Regions from separate parts of the Gasterosteus aculeatus genome. Here region 2 is linked to region 1. A link is a contact called in public Hi-C data. All regions are on one chromosome and are shown on one strand. The core of a region is the stretch at or near the end of the contact, and the rest is flanking DNA. Distances in the headings are between cores, read along the strand shown.

Evidence for each region. A called contact is a pair of places that touch in the nucleus more often than the background predicts.
Region 2: a contact with region 1 is called in a Hi-C map of whole body, with 4 times the contacts expected there. The contact joins two enhancer-like sites. A contact is called at or near these places in 6 of 6 Hi-C or Micro-C datasets (blood and trunk muscle, liver, skeletal muscle and 2 more).

The regions. Positions count from the first base shown.
Region 1 is chr17:9,006,852-9,011,282 of fGasAcu3.hap1.1, reverse strand. It overlaps kaznb (kazrin, periplakin interacting protein b), which reads left to right. Exons shown (of 9, transcript XM_078092027.1): 5 at 369-560; 6 at 2,543-2,679; 7 at 2,872-3,042; 8 at 3,856-4,036. Among protein-coding and RNA genes, the nearest start is that of LOC144383002, 4.4 kb to the right of the region's middle. Within about 2 kb of position 2,147, at least 5 of the 9 cell types and tissues checked have open chromatin away from gene starts, as enhancers often do.
Region 2 is chr17:9,056,889-9,060,896 of fGasAcu3.hap1.1, reverse strand. The region is part of intron 2 of kaznb (kazrin, periplakin interacting protein b); the gene reads left to right. Among protein-coding and RNA genes, the nearest start is that of kaznb, 21 kb to the left of the region's middle. Within about 2 kb of position 1,791, at least 1 of the 9 cell types and tissues checked has open chromatin away from gene starts, as enhancers often do.

The DNA of each region.
Region 1 (4,431 bases), core at 898-3,397:
CTGCTCTGTTTGCTGTGTCCTCTCCTTAGTTTCTTGCTCTTGTTGGTTTTCACTGTTGTCCCTGAGGGTTGGGAGGCATATCGGTAGGGATGAAAAACACCGCACTGAAGAGCACACCTCAAGTGTTTGTTGTTCATTTGTTCGATTCCAGGTGTCCAATATAAGCTTGATTTTCCGCTGCTTGTACATTTATTTTTTCTTCTCGATTTTACACCATTCTCCTTTTTTGTTGTTGTTTTATTTCCTCCTCTCTTTTTTTGCTTCTTCTTAGTTTCATCTCTTATAATTTCATATTCTCAAAAAGCCCACGGTTTCCCTGAAGTTTCCCTGAATACTCTAAATTCTGAATCGCTCTCTTTCTCCCTCAGTGTTGTTGCGTGAGGAGGTGGTGCAGCTTCAAGAGGAGGTCCACCTGCTGAGGCAAATGAAGGACATGTTGAGTAAGGACCTGGAGGAGACCCAGGGAGGCTGCTCTGCCAATCTGCTCTCGGCCACGGAGCTCCGGGTGCAGCTGGGTGACAAGGAGCAGGAGCTGGACCGAGCCAAGGAGGCCTTACAAGGTCAGGAGCCAACGAGCGCTGCTTTTTTTTATCTCCTCATCTCCGCTCTCCGTTCTTTCCTGAGGAGAAAAGTCACCGTTTATATACAGCAAAGAGAGCGGTTTGTGCTGTTGGTATGACCTCCCATGCTTTAGAATTCCATCACGCCAGATGTTGTTGTAATGGAACCCTCTTTATCTCCGCAAAGAAAATAACTAGTCTGTCTTTTTGTCATGATACACGTTCCCTCTATGGGATTGCCGATAAACCCGATGTGGCACATACACAGAATTATGTACATTCTGACAGTGACCCGTTACATTTCCTATCAAAAATGTACTGGAAAGAAATATGGCCTTTCAATCGAGTTCTTCAAAATGTTAACAAATCCAAATCGTTGTTTTGAAGTGTCTTGTTCTAGACCAGCACATTTTATTTTATTTTATTTATCTACAATAACTAGTAAGCTATAATTTAATGAATCACATTTTAACTAATTCACTAATATTTCTATAGAGCAAAGACAGTGGATTTCCAACTATACGAACTGCCCTTTGTTCATCCACCATTCTTATCTCACTAAGAAGCGTTGCCTTGCTCCCGGTAAGCTCAATCTGTTACAGTCCATTAAAAAACCCCGTTTTCTTTCTCCAGACTGACATTGCTTCCAGTTGTGACATTGAGTGGTTAAAACCCAACAATGATATACTAATATATTTATTTGAAGTCTGGAGTCTTTCATGGCACTCAAGCTCGCCTTGATCTGTATTGAAATATAAAATGAACAACAGGGCTCAACTCAGCGGCGAGTCGATATCTGTTTTCATCGTGTAAAGTAAGATGCCCTAAATATTTTCGCTTCATATAGTTAAATACATAATCTGGAATCACATTGTCTGTAACACATGTATCTTCAGGTGGTTAAGTCCATGCTTTTTTTTTATGTGAGACCAAAAAATATGATGGCAATAAAAAATACATTTAATATTTTTGGATTTATGCGTAAAAGGTGTCAAACATGTGCACACAAATGGCAACAGAGAAACATCAGAGAAACATGATCCATTATTATGTTTACAACCGGCTTTTTATGACGGTAGACAAGAGAAACTGGATATGCGCATGTGTTTTCGACATTGGTACAACTCAGAAGTATGTGTTGTTGCACCTGCAGCCAAGAGGACTCCAGGTTCACCATATCTTGATTGATCTTAATCAATCATGCAACAGAAGCTTCACTCCCACATAAAAGCTTGCAGCATTGTAGAATGCAGCATTCATTTCAACAAACAAAGCAACAAATCCACCCAGAGAGTAAAAGCAATCCTCCTCACACGTGAGACCCACACACATGGATACTTTGGAGAAAACTGCAGACCAATGTGGGCTTCCTTCATACACTCACCGCCTGCTCTGAGTTGCAGGAGGTAAACTGCGAGCCGGAGGACTGTATTGAGTAACTGCGGAAAAACAGGTTTGAATGTTGAGTGTAAAATATGGAAAGACTGAAACGTTGTCAGTGGGATTGTCTCCTGCGTGACACCTGTGTGCAGTTGTGAAATGTACAGGTCCCAGCCTCGTCTCTCTGCTGAGCACAAACTCTCAAGGCACCCTTGTTATTATCATTGCTGGCAAAGGGGCCCACTTGTTGCATCATCGCTGCTGAGTTGTCTCTGGATGTTGAAAGAAATCCGATCCAATTGGTCTTCTCCGGGATGAGCCAACAATCCGCCAGCCGAAACAGTTAAATGTATGAATGAATATGTTCCACTCCAATTATATTTTGGGAGGATTTCATCACCTTGTCTAACACAAAACAACAAATAAATCATCAGCTGCGTCGCTTCCTTAACAGAAGGTAGAGTGCCACCTAGTGGCTGGTTTCTGACTTACAAATCTCTTGACATCCGTTTGACATTAGAATTGCAGGTTAAAGGGATTCTTGATTTACACCTGGATGCGGCCATCGGTTTAGGAATGCGTTGTTCTGTGTGTGTGCGCAGCCATGAAAGCTGATCGTAAGCGTCTAAAAGTGGAGAAGGCGGACTTGGTGAGTCAGATGCAGCAGCTGTACGCAACACTGGAGAGCAGAGACGACCAGCTGCGAGAATTCATACGCAACTACGACCAGCACCGGAAGGTAAGAGCGGCCCGACCCATTTATCTATATAGTGTAACGGTATACCACCCTTTTTGACCAATACACTCTTTAAAATGGTTTGTAACACGGAATGTACATCTGATATGCTTGCTGACTGAAATGCTCCACTGTTCACTGAGCTTGGCAAGAATTAAGTGTGTGTGTGTGTGTGCGTGTGTGTGTGTTCCTCAGGAGAGTGAGGATGCAGTAAAAGCCCTGGCGAAGGAGAAGGACATGCTCGAGAGGGAGAAGTGGGACCTGAGGAGACAGACCAAAGAAGCAACAGAGCAGGCCAACATCCTGCGTTCTCAGATGGACATGAAGGAGAACCGGGTCAAAGAGCTGGAGGCCGAGCTCACCATGGTGAGTCACCTGGCAGACGACCGCTAGTCGCAACTTTTTTTTTGAATTAGCAAGTGTTCAGGTTCTGGTGTTCAGGCCATAAACGCAAACCGGGCGAGGGTCTGTGATCATGTGGCCGTGCTCATATCTGTTCGAACACGTGCGGTGAGCTGCATCCTCACGCCGCGTCAGTGCCTCTGAGGTACAGTTGTCTGTGTGTCATCAATCTCTCTCCTCTCTCGGGTCATAGCCACCCACAGATCCTCAGGTCAAGCTTCCTTTCGTAGGTACATGAGTGCAAGAGCTGCGTCGCTGTCAAGCAAGCGGGCAACAAAGATGCAAAACATATTTATTTGTTCTTCTTAAGATCCTTGTGTTGCCATCTGTTCATCTTACCACCAAGTGCCCACCAAAGGCCCGTTCATAGTCTTCCAGTAATCCAGTGGAAAACATGTAGGCTACAGCTTTGGCACAATCTGCAAAGGGATAGCACTGCTGTTCTTCAATATTTTTATTGTTGCTAACATTCCCAGTCCACGAAGGACCGGCTCTATTCCTCTAACTGTTTCTTCCTACTGAAAATGTAAATCCAGAAACAATACGGTGGACGTTTGAGTGTGTGGTTGCACACATTATCGCATGCAAACAGTTCTCATGGTTTATCTACAAAAGCTGTTCATATGGAACATTTGGAGTGTTTAACACAATGCACAACAGACCTGAAGAAATACAGACTAGGACTCCGAAAAAAAGTCAATTTGAATTGAATTAAAAAAAATCTTACAAAATGTGTGTGGGCATGTTCATGCTCATGTTCCCGTGTCTCGTTCCCAGGCAAAACAGTCCCTGGCCACCTTGACAAAAGACGTACCGAAGCGGCACTCGTTGGCCGTGCCCCCGGAGCCCGTGGTGAACGGCAGTCAGGAGTGGGTGATGCAGGCCGATCTGCCGCTCACCGCGGCCATCCGCCAGAGCCAGCAGACCCTCTACCACGGACACGCCGCGGACAGACAGGGTGAGCCCTCCCGCTCCGCCTGCTCGGCTCCTCTGTCCCCATGCCGCTGTGTGTTGCTTTTTAAAAGACAAAAACATACTAACAAAAGTGGTTCCTGGAGGTTTCTCTTACTTTAACTTCTTACTAACTGGGTATTTTCTCCACGTGCGGATAAATGTTTGTTTGCACATGTGCGCGTGGCACATCCAGCCGTGGTCAGGATCAGCCCCTGCCACTCTCGGCAGCCGTCTGTCATCTCTGACGCCTCCGCAGCCGACGGAGACCGCTCCTCTACGCCCAGCGACATCAACTCCCCTCGTCACCGGACCCACTCCCTGTGCAACGTAAGCGCTGCGTGGCCTCCTCCAGCAAGTATTCACGCCGCCGCACTGCCCGGCTCTTCTGCTCTCCTGCTG
Region 2 (4,008 bases), core at 542-3,041, 50 kb before region 1:
TACATTAATACCGTGCTTCATCTCATCACTCCCTGTGAACACGATGACATGCTGAATGCGTAAACAGGCCACAGATGTTTAAACGCTGAGAAAGCATGACAAAGTGTGAATGCAGCAAACAGGATCAGAAATGTCAAACACATAACGGACAAAACTCATTTCAGTATGTTTGCCTGAGCTTATTATTAGAAATGGAGGCAGTCATTGTGATTGTGCCACATGCGTCCCTGTGTAATGAATCATGTCCCTAATGTGCTATTCTGTTCTTCCCCTCGTTAGTATTCATGAGTGTGATTGCCCTCCACCACTCTGAATCCTCTCCCGCTCTCCTACGGTCTTCACGTAGGAAGTTGTGAGATGCCACACTTTGCTCTGCCTGGATTGTCCACCTATTGTAGTTTGAGTGCTTCACGTTTCCATCAGCCCATACACATGCATAATCATGCATCACTGTTACTGAATCTTAACATCTTTTTCCAGTTCCCTAGAGGGAGATTCTGCTCCGTTGTGAATCTTGGAGATGTTATTTTGGTGAGCAGATGGTATTTTTTATTAATGAACCGCACAGAATATATTTTAGTGACACAAAATGCCAGACAGGTGCTTTTGTCTGAGCTGTAATTGTTATTCTTTTGAAAAAACAAAGGCAGACATTCTCTTATGCAATGCAATCACCCAAGGAATTTAGCTTAACGTCTAAATTAAATTGATCTTATAATTTAAGATGAATAAAATAATTAACCTTTATGAAGATTGTTTTGGTGGCGTTAGCTTTTACAACTTTTTTTCTTATAGGTGACATTCGATAGTGCACTTTTAAAAACATAGTTTGCATTATAAGTGACAGTAGAATGTGATTTTAGCAGCAAAGGGGGAGGAGGACATGTTGTATATTTATCCAAAGTTATGCAGCTGAATCCAGAGGATGTATCAGTTGTGCTGCTGTGTATTTAAGTGTGAGAGCCCTTCACCGTACTCTCCAGCTCCTCCACCACAACAGTGGCTTATGTTTAGAAATGGCTTTTCTCTTTAGGGAGAAATAAGATAAATCATTACGTTTTCAATGGTGTTAACGAATCACAGTCCAATGTGGTTGTTGTCTTTGGTAAACAAACTGCCTTTTATTCTGGACCAACAAACACTGTTTTTCTCCTGCTGCTTCCATCTTCACTCCCACTGTCATTTGACTGTGTGTTTGTCGCCATTTTCTTCTCATCTCCCAGGCAGAATCACACATACCAACAGACAACAAGTCGGCACACATGTTTACCCGAACACGTCTTGAACTATCTAAATCTAGATTACAAGATACTGTTTGGGAACATTTACTGAAGCATATTCATTTATCCAGCATGAATGTATAAAATGATACTATGGTAATCGGTTTGCCCACATGCATTTTTTTTTGGAACAGAAAGAATACTTTCATTGTTTTGCTTTCCATGGGTTTTATTAATATCCTGTTATAATCCCTTACAAGATCCCAACTCTCTGAGCCAAACTAGTCACACAAACTCAATACAGCATGAAGATTAATGTAACTCCCGGCTGCTGCAGGAGACAGCCGATTAAACACATTTAAGTCAGATACATTTTCAATTAGAATAAGTCGGAGCCATTAAATAAAACGCATATTATAAAAGTATCTCATCAGCATAGTTTGTCTCTGCAAACACATTTGCATAAGTGCTTTGCCCTTTTGCGCTAAAGCACATGTAAAGTAGTCGTAGCCTCTGACTGTCGTCGCAGCCTAAAACCGGTTTTCAGGCAGCAGAACGAACCTCTTTTTCCTCCAATTACATTCGCGGATGAGTCAGCCATATTCCTCTAATTAAAATAATCAAAGTCCTGCTGTCAGGTTGGCACTTCTTCCTCACTGTTGTGGTTTGCGTTTAATTGCTTTTGCATGTAAGCCATCTCTGCGTGTGCACGTGTATGTGAGCACAGGTGCGTGCATGCGTGAACATACTGTATGTTCACGAAAGGCCCTTCAAGCCGAACAGTATGCGAAGCCCGGAGTACTGAGAGAGTGTGTTCCTTTTACTGACTCCTACTGCACGCTTGGATGTCTTTCAATTTAGTCCTCCTGATAACTCCTCTCTCTCTCTCTCTCTCTCTCGCAGAGATAAATGTTGAAATATAATAAATGACTTCACATGTTTTGACTCTCTCTCACACTCGATATGCCCCTCCATTTCTCTGCCCCTTTTTTTATCTTTCTCTCCGCTTCCTTCCCCTGTTGCTCATTTTTCCACTTGTTCCAACAAGTGTTATATCTTGTAGCATTAGCGAATAAAGGAAGTCATTCCTGGAACACAGCAACTCTAAGCTTGAATTTAAAATGGACGATTAGTTTATTATGTTATCGATGTTTTAAACATTTCGATTATTTTTTTCATTCCGTGCCAGACTGTAGCACTTAAAGACAATACTGAGACAGTAATTGGACTCGGTAGTATTTCTCTTCTCGCAATGGGCATTTTCCCTGAGAAGGACATTGAGGATGTCACGTAGGCGACCAGAGATTGGAAACAGTGTGCAGTGTTTGGCGTGCATACAAAGTAGCTGCATGAAGACACCAACGAAGCTTTGATGGAGTAATATTGTCCTTCAGAGTTACTACTCATTGGAATTGTCCTCTAGAGTGGGAACACATGATAGTAAGAGGAGCCTCTCAATCAAAAGCCTCTGCAGATTTGCCGTTTCGCACACCGACAAGGTGATAAGCTCCTTATCAATACACCCGGTACCAGCTGTGAGTACTGCACAGCCTTCCCTCTCCTAAACCTCTCTGTGGGTTATTTGCCTGCAGTGCTGCATTTAACCTGGGAGTGGTCTTCTGTGGTGCAGAGAATCCCTGTTTGGTCTCTAAAAATGTTTTGACTGCAGTGTAGACGGACGGTTGCGTCTGCTGCTGCATGCTGTTCACTGGCTTTGGTCACGTGAAGACACAGTCTTACATTTGGTTAATGCACATTTGATCGACAGCACTCGCACGTCTGTGCAGTTCATAAGAACATATGATCTGTGCACTGTGCCTGGTAGTGTATTTAATGAGTTGACGTCGAGCCTCTTCCCTCCTGTTTGCAGGCTTTTTGCTGAACCAGGCTAAGCCTGCAGCTCCTTATTTAACACACAGACACGAGTGGAATCATTCAAAGGAAAGAAAATAGGCTTATTCCCCCAACACGTCAAGCTGCCTCTTTCTACTACAACTTCTGTTCTATTAGTTGAAGATGAATTGTTTAACATTGAAGAAGCATCCCCCAAACTCTCTGTTATTCACAGAATAACATCTTCATCTCTTTATCCGAGCTTGCTCCAAGTAGTCCTGGGAGTTGTAATCTCACCTGTTCTCAGCAGCCTGCAATGATTGGCCAATACATAACTAAACGTCCATCATAAATCAACAGGGAGAGCTCTGTCAGGTTGACTTCCACTGCAGTTTCCCTTCTGAAAATCACTGTGCAGCTCTGAGAGAAGAAAGAGAGAGAGAGATGGATGGAGCACGGTCTGCCAATGGATGAGGTTTTACCTTGAGGGACATCCTCTTGTAGCATCACCCAGGGACAGCTACTGGGCTCCATTCAACAGCCGGCCGATAGTTATGACCTGTAGTTGATATTTCCCTTGAATCAGGACAGTGATTAAGCTGCCGCTACAACTACAATCTATTCCACGCTACCTGGATGATTGAGTTGATGATTATAACGCTTTAAGTTATGTTTCACATCTCGAGCAATACGTGTGATTGTGTACCCTGCAGCAGAAAAGGTAAGAAATGGAGACTCATTCATGGGAAACTCAATTAGTTGATAGTGAAAAAGATGCACCTTCTCTGTGGATGCCAGCTCAGTGATCTCACCGGGATCTGCATGTCATTGGAGAGGACTGCAACATGTCCAACCGTTGAAGACAAAATATGACCACAATAAAGGGGAATTGAGCAGAAAGCTGCAATGTGGTGATACATGATGGGGACCACTAAGAGAAGAGGCAATGATAGAA